2 separate regions of the Pan troglodytes genome follow, and region 1 is linked to region 2. A link is a contact called in public Hi-C data. All regions are on one chromosome and are shown on one strand. Each heading gives the region's core, a stretch centred on a gene start, on an enhancer-like site or on the middle of the called end of the contact. The rest is flanking DNA. Distances are from core to core; before and after follow the strand shown.

Region 1 (6,316 bases), core at 971-3,470, 610 kb after region 2:
TTGTCTGAATTTCACAGTGTATGAGAAAATGACACTTACCCCATTATCTGGGAAAATGGGAAGGGCAGGGATTGTTCTCCATTCACAGATGGACATTTGATTGGGGCTCCAGGACAGGAGAGAGTTCCTGAAGGGTCACCTGGGCTTGGTGATGGCAGCCCCTCAGCCAGAAGGAAGGGAGTTTTGCTGCCTGGTGTTCTGGCCCTTATCTTTATTCCAAGGGGCTGGACCTCCTGGACATGGATGTGGGAGTTAGCAGTCTTCATAGTCAGAGGGAGCCCAAGGTCTCCCCTCTGGGGGACTGGCAGGCCTGTGGTTGAGCCCGCATGGAAGGTCTGTAAATATATCCTGCAGATAACATGATTCTTTCTCATAAAGGCAGTTGGTCAAACGTGGGCCCAAGGATGATTTAATTTCACATTTTTATACTTCTTTCAATGGCCTAAATTTACAGATCAACTAAAATTCCGTTGTCAGAACACAGATCCTGTCTTGGTTTGGGAAATGTGACCAGGACAGCTCTAAGGAAATATGACATTAATGAGGCCTGTGGAAGAAAGAAGAGGGGGATGGCTGTGCATGGGGGATTAGGTTGGAGACACAAGATAAAAAGCAAGGTTTCGGCCGGGCGCAGTGGTTCATGCCTGTAAACCCAGCACTTTGGGAGGCCCAGCAAGGCGTGTGGGTCACCTGAGGTCAGGCATTCAAGACCAGCCTGGCCAACATGGTGAATCCCCCGCTTCTACAAAAATACAAAAATTAGCTGGGCATGATGGTGGGTGCCTGTAATCCCAGCTACTCGGGAGGCTGAGGCAGGAGATTTGCTTGAACCTGGGAAGCAGAGGTTGCAGTGAGCTGAGATCGCGCCATTGCACTCCAGCCTGGGCAACAGAGGAGACTCTGTCTCAAAAAAATAAATAAACAAAAATAAAAAAGAAGCAGCAGCAGTAAGGTTTTAATTCCCGATTGCCAGGAGGGTTCTTGCCTTTATCCTGGGCAGGACAGAGAAGGGCACCGGTGTCTCTGGAGAAGCTTCCTAGTTTTATAGTGGCTGCTGAGGCAGTTGCTCCATCTTGGGGTGGAGAATGGCTGTTTGAACAAATCTGGTTCCTGGTCCTTCAGAAAAGAGGCTCCTTCTCTCCTGTAATTCAGGGCTTGGAAGTGATCTTATGCCAGTAAGCCAGGTCACCAGCATCTGTGCAGCTCTGTGTGGCCTGGGCGGAATTTTCACATTGACTGTTTCATTTGACCTTGTAGACAGGCTAGGGTTCATCACTGCTCAGATGAGGAAGCCAAGGCCCAGAAAGGTTAAGCAACTTGCCTCAAGCCACTCAGCTCAAAAATAGCAGAGCCTAGATATTCTAACCCAGGTGTCATTAATGTTCCCATCTCATGCTTCGGAATAAGTGGTTGGAAAGTACATTTGGCCTTCCAGGTTTGGGGAGGAAGGCTGCAGCTGATCTAACGGTTGGCTATGCTTAGTCCTTGAATGTCTCTCAGGTTTTTCTCATGTTTTTCCAAGCCTAGTCTTCCAGTAGGACGTAGGAGATGGAGTGTCTCCCGGGGAAGGAGATGATGGCTCAGTGTGGAGCACCCCCATGCCCCTTACAATCCTGAGCCCTTGCCGAGCCACCTGCGAGCCCCTCCAGGCCCAGGGCACACTCTCTTGTGGCAGCAGACATTGTACTGTGTTTCTAAGATGCTCTGGCCACTTCCCCTGTTTCTTCATTACCCTTTGGGAAGGAGGCCACTGAAAGCGTCTGGAAATCCGGGTTCTATAGACATTTCACAGAGGCCCCAGTCAGGCCCCCTCTGCTTTCTTTGGCAGGTCCGCACCCCACGCACCTTCCTGGTTGCTCACTCAGTCGGTGGGCCTTTCAGCTGCACTTCTGTGGGGAAGACACACTCCTGTCTGAGGAAGCAGCAGCCCCTCTGTGGAGATGGTGCTGGGAGTGGGAGGTGGGAAGGATGCATCTCGGTGTGAGATCCTGGAAGGAGGCATTCACTTGCTCCTTGTTTCCAATGATGTTTCTCTCTGGGAAGAACAAGGGGCATGGGATGAAGTGGCATATCAGGGCCAAGTGGCCAGAACAGGGCTGGTGCCCTGAACAGTGAGCTGAGGAGAGAACCCACTTCAGATTCACTTTCTCCTGGGCAGGAACCGTGAGCACAGGCAAGCTCCTGGGCTGAATGTGCGGGAACCTGTCTTGGCTTGGCTCCGCAGCCATTCCCTGTCCCCCCAGGGGCCACCGCAGGCTGCCCAGCCTGCCCTGGGGGGTAGGTGGACAGACATTCCAGGCAGGACCGTGACAAGAAGTAAATGTAGGCGATTTGTCCTTGTTCTGTTCCAGCTTGTACATTAGCATCCCTTGACATGAGTTATTTGTCTTGATTTCTTTAAATTCCTAAGTGGATTATAATTTTTTTCTTGGTATTATTTGACAGCAGTCATTTTTCAAGGTTTCACTACGTTCTTCAAATACTTAGAATTTTTGGAACAAATTTAGGAAAAGACTGCCATCTTCAGGTTGGACGGTGCAGTGCAGGACCCGGTGTGTCTGAGGGCACCTCGCAGATGCTGAGGACTAGCAGATTTGTAGGGCTTTTTCTTCCTTTTCCACAAAGATTGAACTGCCTTCATCAGTTCAATACATCTAGATTCAATACATCTAGAATGTATTGGCAGTCCTTTTAAAAAAAAGAGAAAAAAGCCCCAGTGACCACTGTTGGAAGTTGTACTGTTGTGGTTTGTTTCATCTACAGTGATGGACAGCCTCCTAGGCTGTCCCCACTCCACTTTTGGGAACAGACTTTGCATGCCTTAGAGGAAGGTAGGAAGCAGGTATCTGGAGAGGGTACTGTGTGCCTGAGGGAAATGCGGACGCCAGACCCCACAAGGCTTCCCCACACTGCCACTACCCTAGCACCGATGGTAACATCAGAACAGAATCGCCTTAATGAGTATGAAACTTTCCCTGTCTTCATTTATGCTTTAAGTTTTAGTATGTCCAGGTTTTTGTTATCAGAGGGACAGTATTGATTTCACATTATTTTCGTCCAAAGTAAAGAAACATCATGATTCTTCCGGAAAGTAATAACAGCAGCAAATTACGTGCTATGTACAGTGTTATGTGTTTTCCTTGCATTATCTCATTTAATATTCTTGACACTCCAGTACAGTAGGTACTATTATTATTCCTGCATTATAGTTCTACTAAGTATACATATTTCCACTATGGCTGTGGAAACTGCAGCAGAGAGAGAGGGCTATAATCACTTGCCCTGGATGACTCAGTTAGGAAGTGGTGCTACTGCTCGGATTCAAACCCAGATCCCATCTGACACCACAGTCCAGGTGTTCATCACTCCTCACTGCAGGCTCCCTAAGCAGCAAAGAGCAGCAGGGACCAGGAAACAAAGTGACCTCATAGAGCAGCTTTGAAGGAAGACGAAAGTCCTTTATTAACTCCCCCCGGGTATCTCAGAAGCTCTTTGCAAGTGAATGGTTGACTTTCGAGGGTTGCATTCACCTTTATTATTATTTGCAACTGCTATGAAGAATAACTGGAGGGATTATAGCAAAACAAAGAGAAAATGGACATTTCTCCAAGTCAAAATAGAAATCCACATATTAAGATGGCATCAGGTACTGCATGGCATCCTTGATCTAGGTAGGGTTTTACTGGTGCAACATATTTTGGTGAACCCTACCTGCAGACAAGCGTCCCAGCTCCTGTCCAGCTGTCCTGAGCGTTTGAGCTGTAGGAAAGCTTTCCAGTCTGACCCGAGCTCCTTTAAAGCCCAAGGAACTTGTGGCTAACACTGAGTAAACATCCTGAAGTAATGTTTTTTGCTTCCTTTTATGGTTCTTTCCCTTCCTCAGAAAAACTCCATAATCTTTCAAGATAGTTTTTGATTGGTGGTTTATTTAATAAAATAATTGTGTAAGCCAGATTGAAGCACGTGGCCCATAGGAAAAGCAGTATTCTGCTCCTTCATGGCTCCTCACCTTCCAATTCTACTTTTTGGGGACCATTGCTTGCAGCCTTTTCAGCCATTTCTTTGTATTAATATATTTACCTCCACATTTCTAAATAACATGCTTATATTGAATATCTCATTCTATTAATTTTAGGCATCATCTGTTGACTTCTTAACATAGAAGACTACGATTTAGTTCTCTAAATTTAGTATATGCCCCCCTCTGTCTTCCTTTCAGTCCCCCTATGTGCTTATATCACATTAAAAACAATTAGCGTTCAGTTAATTTTACAAACCCATATAAATTTTGCACACAGCGTGGTTAATGTTATATATTGGAACCATTTCCTTAATTGTAAAACGTTTTTTTCTGGGGTGTATGGTTGTCTTCTTAAAAAATTGTTCAGTTTTACATAGCGACACCAATTCATCCTCAAAGTTTCGAGGAGAACTCATACTCTTCTCCAGATGGTGAGATATAAATCAGGTCTGCTCTCTTGGTGACATCCTTCCAGGAGTCCTCAGCTCCACGGATCCACTCTGGACTGGTTGCTGACCTGGCTGCTTTCTTTACCTTTCTTCTATGTTAGGCCCCATCTCTTTTTAAAACGTATTCCATCATTTTGTAGGAACATATCCTCCTAGCTCCCTGGGAACAAGTTGCAAGGAAGGTCAGTTTTCTGATACCTTAAATATCTGAAAGAGTATTCTACTTTCATGTGTAATGGATAATTTGATGTTCATTATGGTTTTTGCCTTGGACTTGTGAAACTTTATTCATGTTTTCTAGGTGATTTCCACATATTTTCTCCTTGCTAATGAACAATATGTTTAATGCTGGAGAATAAGGTCATTCTTATAAAAAGAGCAGGTAAATGCTAATTTAGTTCATGTGATGTGTAGAAGTGGTGTTGACTGTCTTTATTATCCCCATCTTCTCTGTAGGAATTTATGAGAACATATATTTATTTGGGAAAGATACAATTCTAAGTATCGAGGTAATAAGCTTGCTCTGTACAGTCACTCTGTAGGTTCTATGAAGATGAGCACTTTGTTGTTAGCTCATGGATTCCTGGTGTCTAGCACAGTGCCTGGCATGTATGATGGATGATAGGTGTGCTGGTTCATTCTATTAAAATCTGTAAAAGAAACAGGCAGAGTGAGTACCTTTTCCATCGTTGACCTTGAGATGTTGATAATCAGTTGTGCCTCTACTGAGTGCCTAGGGGACTCTTTTGGAGAAGTCAAAATTAGCCTCCGTTTTGGATATTGAGGAAATTGAGTCTTGCGCCTTGCATATGTGAGTCATTGACATTCGCCCTTTTTCTGCTCATATCTTGATCCCAAATGCCAGTTTTCTTTCCCAAATGCCAGTTTTCTTTTATGAGTATTTGTTTTGTGCCCCATAGAATAGAATTGCCCTTTTTTTGTTTTATGTGCCACCTTCACTTTTGGGGAAACCACCACTGCTGGAGAAGAAACGAGATTTATTTGGGAAGGAGAGAAGCAAATAAATAATCCACCTTGGCCCACTTCCCTTATAAGGAGAACTGGCAAGACTGGAAATAGAGCCTTCACCAAAGGGTTTTTAGAATTAATTTCATTAAAACTTGAACCCAACATATAGATTTCTTCCTTTCAGCCTTCTGGAATTGGGGACAGAGGGATTCCTGACCTACCCAGGTTGAGTGAAGGGGAGAGGGTGGTCTGTTTGTTTCAGTGCTGTGGTCTCCAGGGCACCTTCTGTAGTACTTTGTATTCTTAGAAACAGAGTCACCACCTCTTGGCAGCAGTGAAGCCACTGAGATGCCAATGGTCAGAGTTTGGTTTCAAGTCACCAGCCTTGTAGAGACAGTGCCCAGTTTCCTTTGGCAAAGACAGCCTGCCCCTTCTCTATTCATTTCAGCCTTGAACACAGAGGTAAATTCCTCAAAATAGAAACCTTTGCATTTGTGAATCATGTTTGTCACTAATTCTAATTTAACTTCATAGAAGTTTTAAAACGCTGTTTAGTTTTTTTGCTGTTGTTCCTTTCCCAAATCAACTTTCAAAAAACGTTGGCTTAACGGTGTTAGAAAGGCTTAGACATTTTCTTTTGGGGGACAGTGTGATTAATGTTTGCAGCAAACGCAAGGGCTGTAGTGTTGACAGATCCAAGTTTTATTAACTCCAGGACTATTCCTGGATGTGTGACCTCAGGCAAGTCAGTTCATCTCTAAGCTTCTATTTCCTCATCTGTAAAATGATTTAAATTAAATCCACCTCCAGCAGCGTCATGAGGCAAAGATTACCTGAGATCACATCTATAAACAACACATTGCTCACAGCGTCCAGT
Region 2 (6,065 bases), core at 2,181-4,680:
TCTCACTCCTTTTACAGTGGGTCATGCACTAAGATCTCTGAAAGTGCTCCTGTAAAATAAATAAACACACATAGAATATAAGCTAAAAAGAAGGGATCAGCCCACTTTATGCTGCTCAGCATTACTAGATGAAGTCATTACTACCCACCCTATTGTTCCCACTGTGGTAAAAATGTGTGCATGTGTGCTCTATTAACACCAGTGATGGAAAATCTCTCTTGAACTTTAGCCATTTCCAATAGCTTGCATTCCACAAAGTTACAAGCTAAGAAGAAGCAATTAGAGCTTTATGCAATTTTTTTTTTTTTAGAAATGTCTTCATTAAGTGATTAAGAGGCTAGCTTTGGCCAGCAGGATGTAGCTGTGCTTAAGACCTGCTTGCTCCTTATGGAAAACATCCAGCCTGGAAAGCCCAGGCAGCCAGCAATTGGGGGGTGGGCTATTCATCTCCTCATGGGGAGCTGGGAAGACTGTGTGCCCATCCACACAGGCTCCTCCTCAAACCCATGGGCTTGATTTTGAGAGCAGGCCTGTGGGATTGGGAGCCTGCCAGACAGAGCAGACATGAAGCGCCTCCAAATGTAACCACCCGACGGGTTCTCCTTGCCTGCTGCCTAGACTGAGCTGATTTCTCAAGACAGGGGAATTGCGATAGAAGAAGAGTTTAATTTACACAGAGCTGGCTGTACAGGAGACCAGAATTTTATTATTACTTAAATCAGTCTCCCTGAAAACTCGGGGATCAGGGTTTTTAAAGATAATTTGTTGAGAAGGGGTTCGGAAAATGGGGAGTGCTGATTGGTCAGGTCAGAAATGAACTCATAGGGAGTCAAAGCTGTCCTCTTGCACTGAGTCAGTTCCTGAGTGGGGGCTAAAAGACCAGATGAGCCAGTTTATCAATCTAGGTGGTGCCAGTTGATCCTCTGAGCTCAGGGTCTGCAAAATATCCCAAGCACTGATCTTAGGCTTTACAATAGTGATGTTAGCCTCAAGATGCAATTTGGGAAGGTTCAGAATCTTGCAACTTCCAGCTGCATGACTCTTAAACCACAATTTCTAATCTTGCGGCTAATTTGTTAGTCCTGCAAAGGCAGTCTTGTCCCCAGGCAGGAAGGGGGTTTGTTTGGGGAAAGAGCTGTTATCATCTTTGTTTCCAAACTAAACTATAAACTAAGTTCCTCCCAAAGTTAGTTCAGCCTACGCCCAGGAATGAACAAAGACAGGGTGGAGGTTAGAAGCAAGAGGGATTGGTTAAGTCAGATCTCTGTCACTGTCATAATTTTCTCAGTTATAATTTTTGCAAAGGCATTTTCACAAATGGAGTAAGGGAGAGAGAGGAGCTGAAGGAGCTGGTCTTGAGGAAGGAAAGCCCCCAGGTAGTAATTGACACCTGTGCTCCATAGCCTGGCTGCTAAGAAAGAGTTCCACTGTGAGACCTGGCAGGGAGTGGAATATCTAGGACTGTTTCTAGACAGAAAGAAAGACAGAGGGCTGGGCTAGCTGGGCCTTGGATTTAGGGTCCTGGATTCAGACCCTCCCTGCGTCCATCTCCCACACCCACATCATGCCCTTGGGCTTCCTTTCCGTTCATGCTTCCTGGCCCTGCCTGTGTGCACACTCAGATGTTCACCGTCCCCATCCTTTCTCTCCAGCAATGATGGAGGTGCAGGGGCCTGAAGCCTGAGAATGCATCTGCAGGCCTTGCATGGGAACAGGGAACACGTGGACCCCACTGCTCACTCTCACACCCTAAGTGACCAAGACCTGTTTTTCTTCTGCATGTGATGTTCATTTGGCTCAGCTAATCCTCAAGGCCCAGCTGGCAGAGGGGTCTTCCACAGGAAGTACAGTGTCCCGCAAATATGTTTCCCTTGGAACCAGGCCAAGGGAGGGCCACAGCAATGATGGTCCACAGCCTCAATTAAACCTGGTTTCCAAAGGGTTTGGGGGGCTCTGTGGGGAAAGGGGAGGCAGAGAGTAGAACTTCCTGCAGCTTCCTGGCTTCAATCAGAGCAGCTCCAGTTTTTAATGTATTACATATATGGAACATTGATGGCCCGTGATGACCTTAGCTTTAAATAACTGTTCTGACATGAATGAATATGTGCATGTATGTATGTACACATGCCTGTATAAATATGTCTACACATATGCATATACGCATAGATGCATGTAGATGCTTACTGATGATCTTAGTAATGATGGTTCATAATTTGAGGCATTCTCTGAGGGTGGTACCTGTCCCATAGCAGGGTCTCAAATATTTGATGCCAGGTGTGGTGGCTCATGCCTGTAACCCCAGCACTTTGGGAGGCCAAGGTGGGAGGATCACTTGAGCCCAGGAGTTTGAGACCAACCTGGGCAACACAGTGGGACCCTGTCTCTATAAAAAATAAAAATTAAAAAATTATCTGCGTGTCGTGGTGCATGCCTATAGTCCCAGCTACTCGGGAGCCTGAGGTGGGAGTATCATTTGAGCCCAAGAGGTCGACGGGGCAGTGAGCCATGACCCCACCACTGCACTCCAGCCTGGTGACAAACAAACAAAAACACAAAAATATTTGATGTGTGAACAAATGAAAAGTTTGGTAGAGTGTGTTGTGGGGACAGCAGTATGGTGTGAGGGAAGGAGAGGGTTCAATCTATTATAATCATTAGTCTATTGACTTGTGGTAATTGAGCTATAGGAGATAAATTCCTACTTTCTCTACACATTTAATGGACTCTTCCTCCCACCCCATCTTCCCTGTCCCTTTCTTTTTCCACAGCAGCTCTGCAACGGGCCAATAGCTTCCAGTCTCCAACCCCAAGCAAATACCAGAACTGGAGGAGAGAATTCTGGTGGAGTGAGTCACTAGCTCTCTGGGGATGGGAGGCTGGGGCTGGGCAGAAGATCTCTGGTTAATTCTCAGGGGCAGCTGTTCTCATTCCTTACATGGTATCTCTCTGGCATGGCTCCTGGTTGTCAGAGGCAAGAAATAAAATATAAGGTTGACTTTATTTCCACTGCTGACTAGAGGGAGCCTTTTCCAAGGGACTCAAGATCTTCCCATCCCCCTCCACCCCACCCCTGGCTCAGGAATTATGGAGCCTTAGGATTCTACAGTTTCACCCAGACAGGGCCTTAGCCATCATCGCCTCTAAGCTTTTTGAAATACAGATGAGTAAACTGAGGTTCAGGAACTCTATGATTTGATTCTGTACACTGGAGTGAGACTGGGGCATCAGATTAACGGCCTCACACAAAACAGGATGCTACACACAGACACCCACACATCCACACACACATGCACACGCACACACACTCACACCCCTACACATACACACACGTACATACCTGCTCCTTTTTCTGAGTCACCCTTGGTCCCAGTGTCCTGGGGAAGAGCAGGGCTGCGGCAGGTGCTGAGGCAGCAGGCCCTGCCAGGGGGCGCAGTGAACACGCACAGTCTCACAGCATCTAGGCAGGCCAGGGATCCAGGGACTGCAGCACTTACTGAGCAGAGTTACCTCCTCAGGCCCTGAGCGAGGGGCAGAGACTCTTCATCCAGTTCCAGGCTCATCGCTGCCTTCCACCTCCCCCCACACCCACTCCCTCTCCAGCCTCACCCTAGGAAAGGAGGACCCAGAAAGGCCTTGGCTTAGACAGGGGTTTCTACCAAGAAATGTTGTTGCAGTTGGAACTGAGCCCTGGTCTTCCTTCCTTCTGAGTCAAGGCTCCCAGCCAGTGAGTCATTCCCCCACCATCCCCAGACGCACCACCGTCACACCAGGTCAGGCTGGGACAGGGGCACCTTGGGAGCAGGACCCAGGGCTGCACTCTTGGGCAGGCCACTTCATCTGGGGACAGCCTAGAGTCACTCCTGAATCCTCTGACAGCCCCCAGCGGCGACAGCAGAGGGCAGAGGAGCTAGCATTGCCACACATGGGTCATCGCCTTTACTGCCCTGCTCTGACCCTCCCCAAGTCCCTGGAAGCCTGCTGCCCAGGCCCGGACTGTATGGGTGTAGGGTCCATCCCAAGGCTTCCAGCCCACTCTACTGTGTGCCACCAGTGTGGGGGATCAGTCCCTCCTCAGGAAGCTCCCAGCCTGGGGCGAGAGCAGGGAGGCTGGTGGGAGACCCTCCCAATAGGGCTGGGTCGCTGGGGGAGGTGCAGGAACAAGAGGACTGCTGAACAGCCCCATGGTGTCTGGGATGGGCCTGGGAAACTCAGCCTTTAGTTATCAAGGAGTATTGCACAGCGTTTCTCGAGAGTATATGAAAGCTGCTTTGAGGGCAGGGCTTGTGTTTTGATCATTTCAATCAGCCTAGTGTCTAGCATGGTCTGGCCCGGAGGAGGAACCCAATCCTTGTTTGCTGAATCAATGAATGAAGTAAGGAACCAAGGAGCCAGCTGGCTGGACTGAGTACAAAGGGAGGACATGGATTCAGGCCTGCTCAGGCTGCCGCCCCTAGAGGGCGCTCCAAGACTTTGAGAGGGATTTGAGCCTTGCAAAACCTCCAAGTTCTGGGAAGCTGCACCGTGGAGTCCCAGTCTCCGGAAAATCCCCAGAGCTGAAAGCCACGAGAGCCATCTTTTTTATTGTCTTTTCTTTGCCCAGAAGAAAACCTCAGGGAGCAGGGCTGGCCTTGCCATTGGAAGCAGAATGCATGGTACCATCCCTCCTGTCCAGAGGCATTACTGCCCCATCACAGCTGGTTCTGGCCCCAAGCCCCAGGTGGGAGGGCCGGAGGGGCTATGTGGCTGCCCTGGGCACCCTCCCCAGCTGATCATGCTGCCAGATGACCTCTAGGATCTACGAGAAAGGTTGCTGCTGCCAGAGGGCCCAGAGAGGAGGTAGCACAAGCGCCTGACCCAGAGGTAGCCTGGATGCTGAAACTCAGGCGCTGGTGTGCGCGTCAGCCTCCTTCGCACAAAACAACCCTAAGGGCCAGCTGCACGTGTGACTGAGACCCCTGCAGAAGGCAAGGCAGCCCCGGGTGGGCCATACCAAGGTTTCAAGGAAACAGCCAGCAGAGGGGGATGTGAGTTGGCCAATGAGGAGCTCTTGGCTCAAGAGTTGGAGAAATCCTGGCTGGATAGAGTGTGCAGCCCCCTCTGGAATGGGCCAGGGCTTCAGCAATGTCTTTACTGGACGCGGCTTGAGTGCGTGAGAGGGTGGGAAACTAATGGAGTTCATATTTTGCTGACAACTAGCTTTTACTTTGTGTCCTGTGCCACTGGGTACCTCTTTTTTTTTTTTTTTTCTTCTTGAAATGGGGTCTCACTTGGTCACCCAGACTGGAGTGCAGCGGCGTGATCTCAGCTCACTGCAATCTCCGCCTCCCAGGTTCAAGTGATCCTCCCACCTCAGCCTCTCGAGTAGCTGGGACCACAGACGCGCACCACCATGCCTGGCTAATTTTTGTATTTTTGGTAAAAACAAGGTTTCGCCATGTTGGCCAGACTGGTCTTGAACTCCTGAGCTCAAGTGATCCATCCACCTCGGCCTCCAAAAGTGCTCTGATTACAGGTGTGAGGCACCATGCCTGGCCAACTGGCAATCTCTTTTTAGCCCATGTTATCCGCTCAACCACCCCATGAAGCTGCAGCAGACAGCCCACTTGTTGGATGAGGAGACAGGGGTTAAGTAACTTGCTCAGAGCCAGGCAGCTGGTATGTGTGTGAAGGAGTGGACTTCCAGGCTCCCCTTCACCATCTTCTGAGAGAACCCCAAGACACAGTGGGCATCAGGAAGGGTAGGTTTCTCATCACCTCTCTCCCCAGGCTGTGCCCACCTCCCAAGCAGTGGCTTGAATGGCAGCCCAGGGACAAGTGGCTCGGCCTGAGCTGGGGCTTTGCTTCCCCCATCTCCTCAAGCCCTGCTGGAGTTCCATCTTGAAGGCAGTGCATGAGGACCACATGTGGAGAGAAAGAGACCCCCTAGCAGGGGTGGGAGTGGGAATTAGAGAAAGGAGAAGAAGGGAGTGGCTTCTGGGTCATGACCTCGTGAGACCTGAGGTGTTTCTGTCAGGCTTGTTTCCTGAGGTGGCCCTGGCTTCCTGTCAGGAAGTCCCTGAGGGATG

Evidence for each region. Hi-C and Micro-C count contacts between places; a contact is called where the count stands out from the background.
Region 1: a contact with region 2 is called in a Hi-C map of stem cell-derived neural progenitor cells, with 5 times the contacts expected there. The contact joins two enhancer-like sites. A contact is called at or near these places in 2 of 7 Hi-C or Micro-C datasets (induced pluripotent stem cells and stem cell-derived neural progenitor cells).

Annotation. Positions count from the first base shown.
Region 1 is chr9:17,048,826-17,055,141 of NHGRI_mPanTro3-v2.0_pri, forward strand. All of the region lies in intron 9 of TEAD1 (TEA domain transcription factor 1), which reads left to right. Among named protein-coding and RNA genes, the nearest start is that of RASSF10, 110 kb to the right of the region's middle. Within about 2 kb of position 2,221, at least 6 of the 24 cell types and tissues checked have an H3K27ac peak or open chromatin away from gene starts, as enhancers often do. A contact at or near this core is called in induced pluripotent stem cells and stem cell-derived neural progenitor cells, where this site is marked.
Region 2 is chr9:16,440,746-16,446,810 of NHGRI_mPanTro3-v2.0_pri, forward strand. It overlaps MICAL2 (microtubule associated monooxygenase, calponin and LIM domain containing 2), which reads left to right. Exons shown (of 36, transcript XM_016920387.4): 28 at 2,769-2,846. Among named protein-coding and RNA genes, the nearest start is that of PARVA, 90 kb to the right of the region's middle. Within about 2 kb of position 3,431, at least 10 of the 24 cell types and tissues checked have an H3K27ac peak or open chromatin away from gene starts, as enhancers often do. A contact at or near this core is called in induced pluripotent stem cells and stem cell-derived neural progenitor cells, where this site is marked.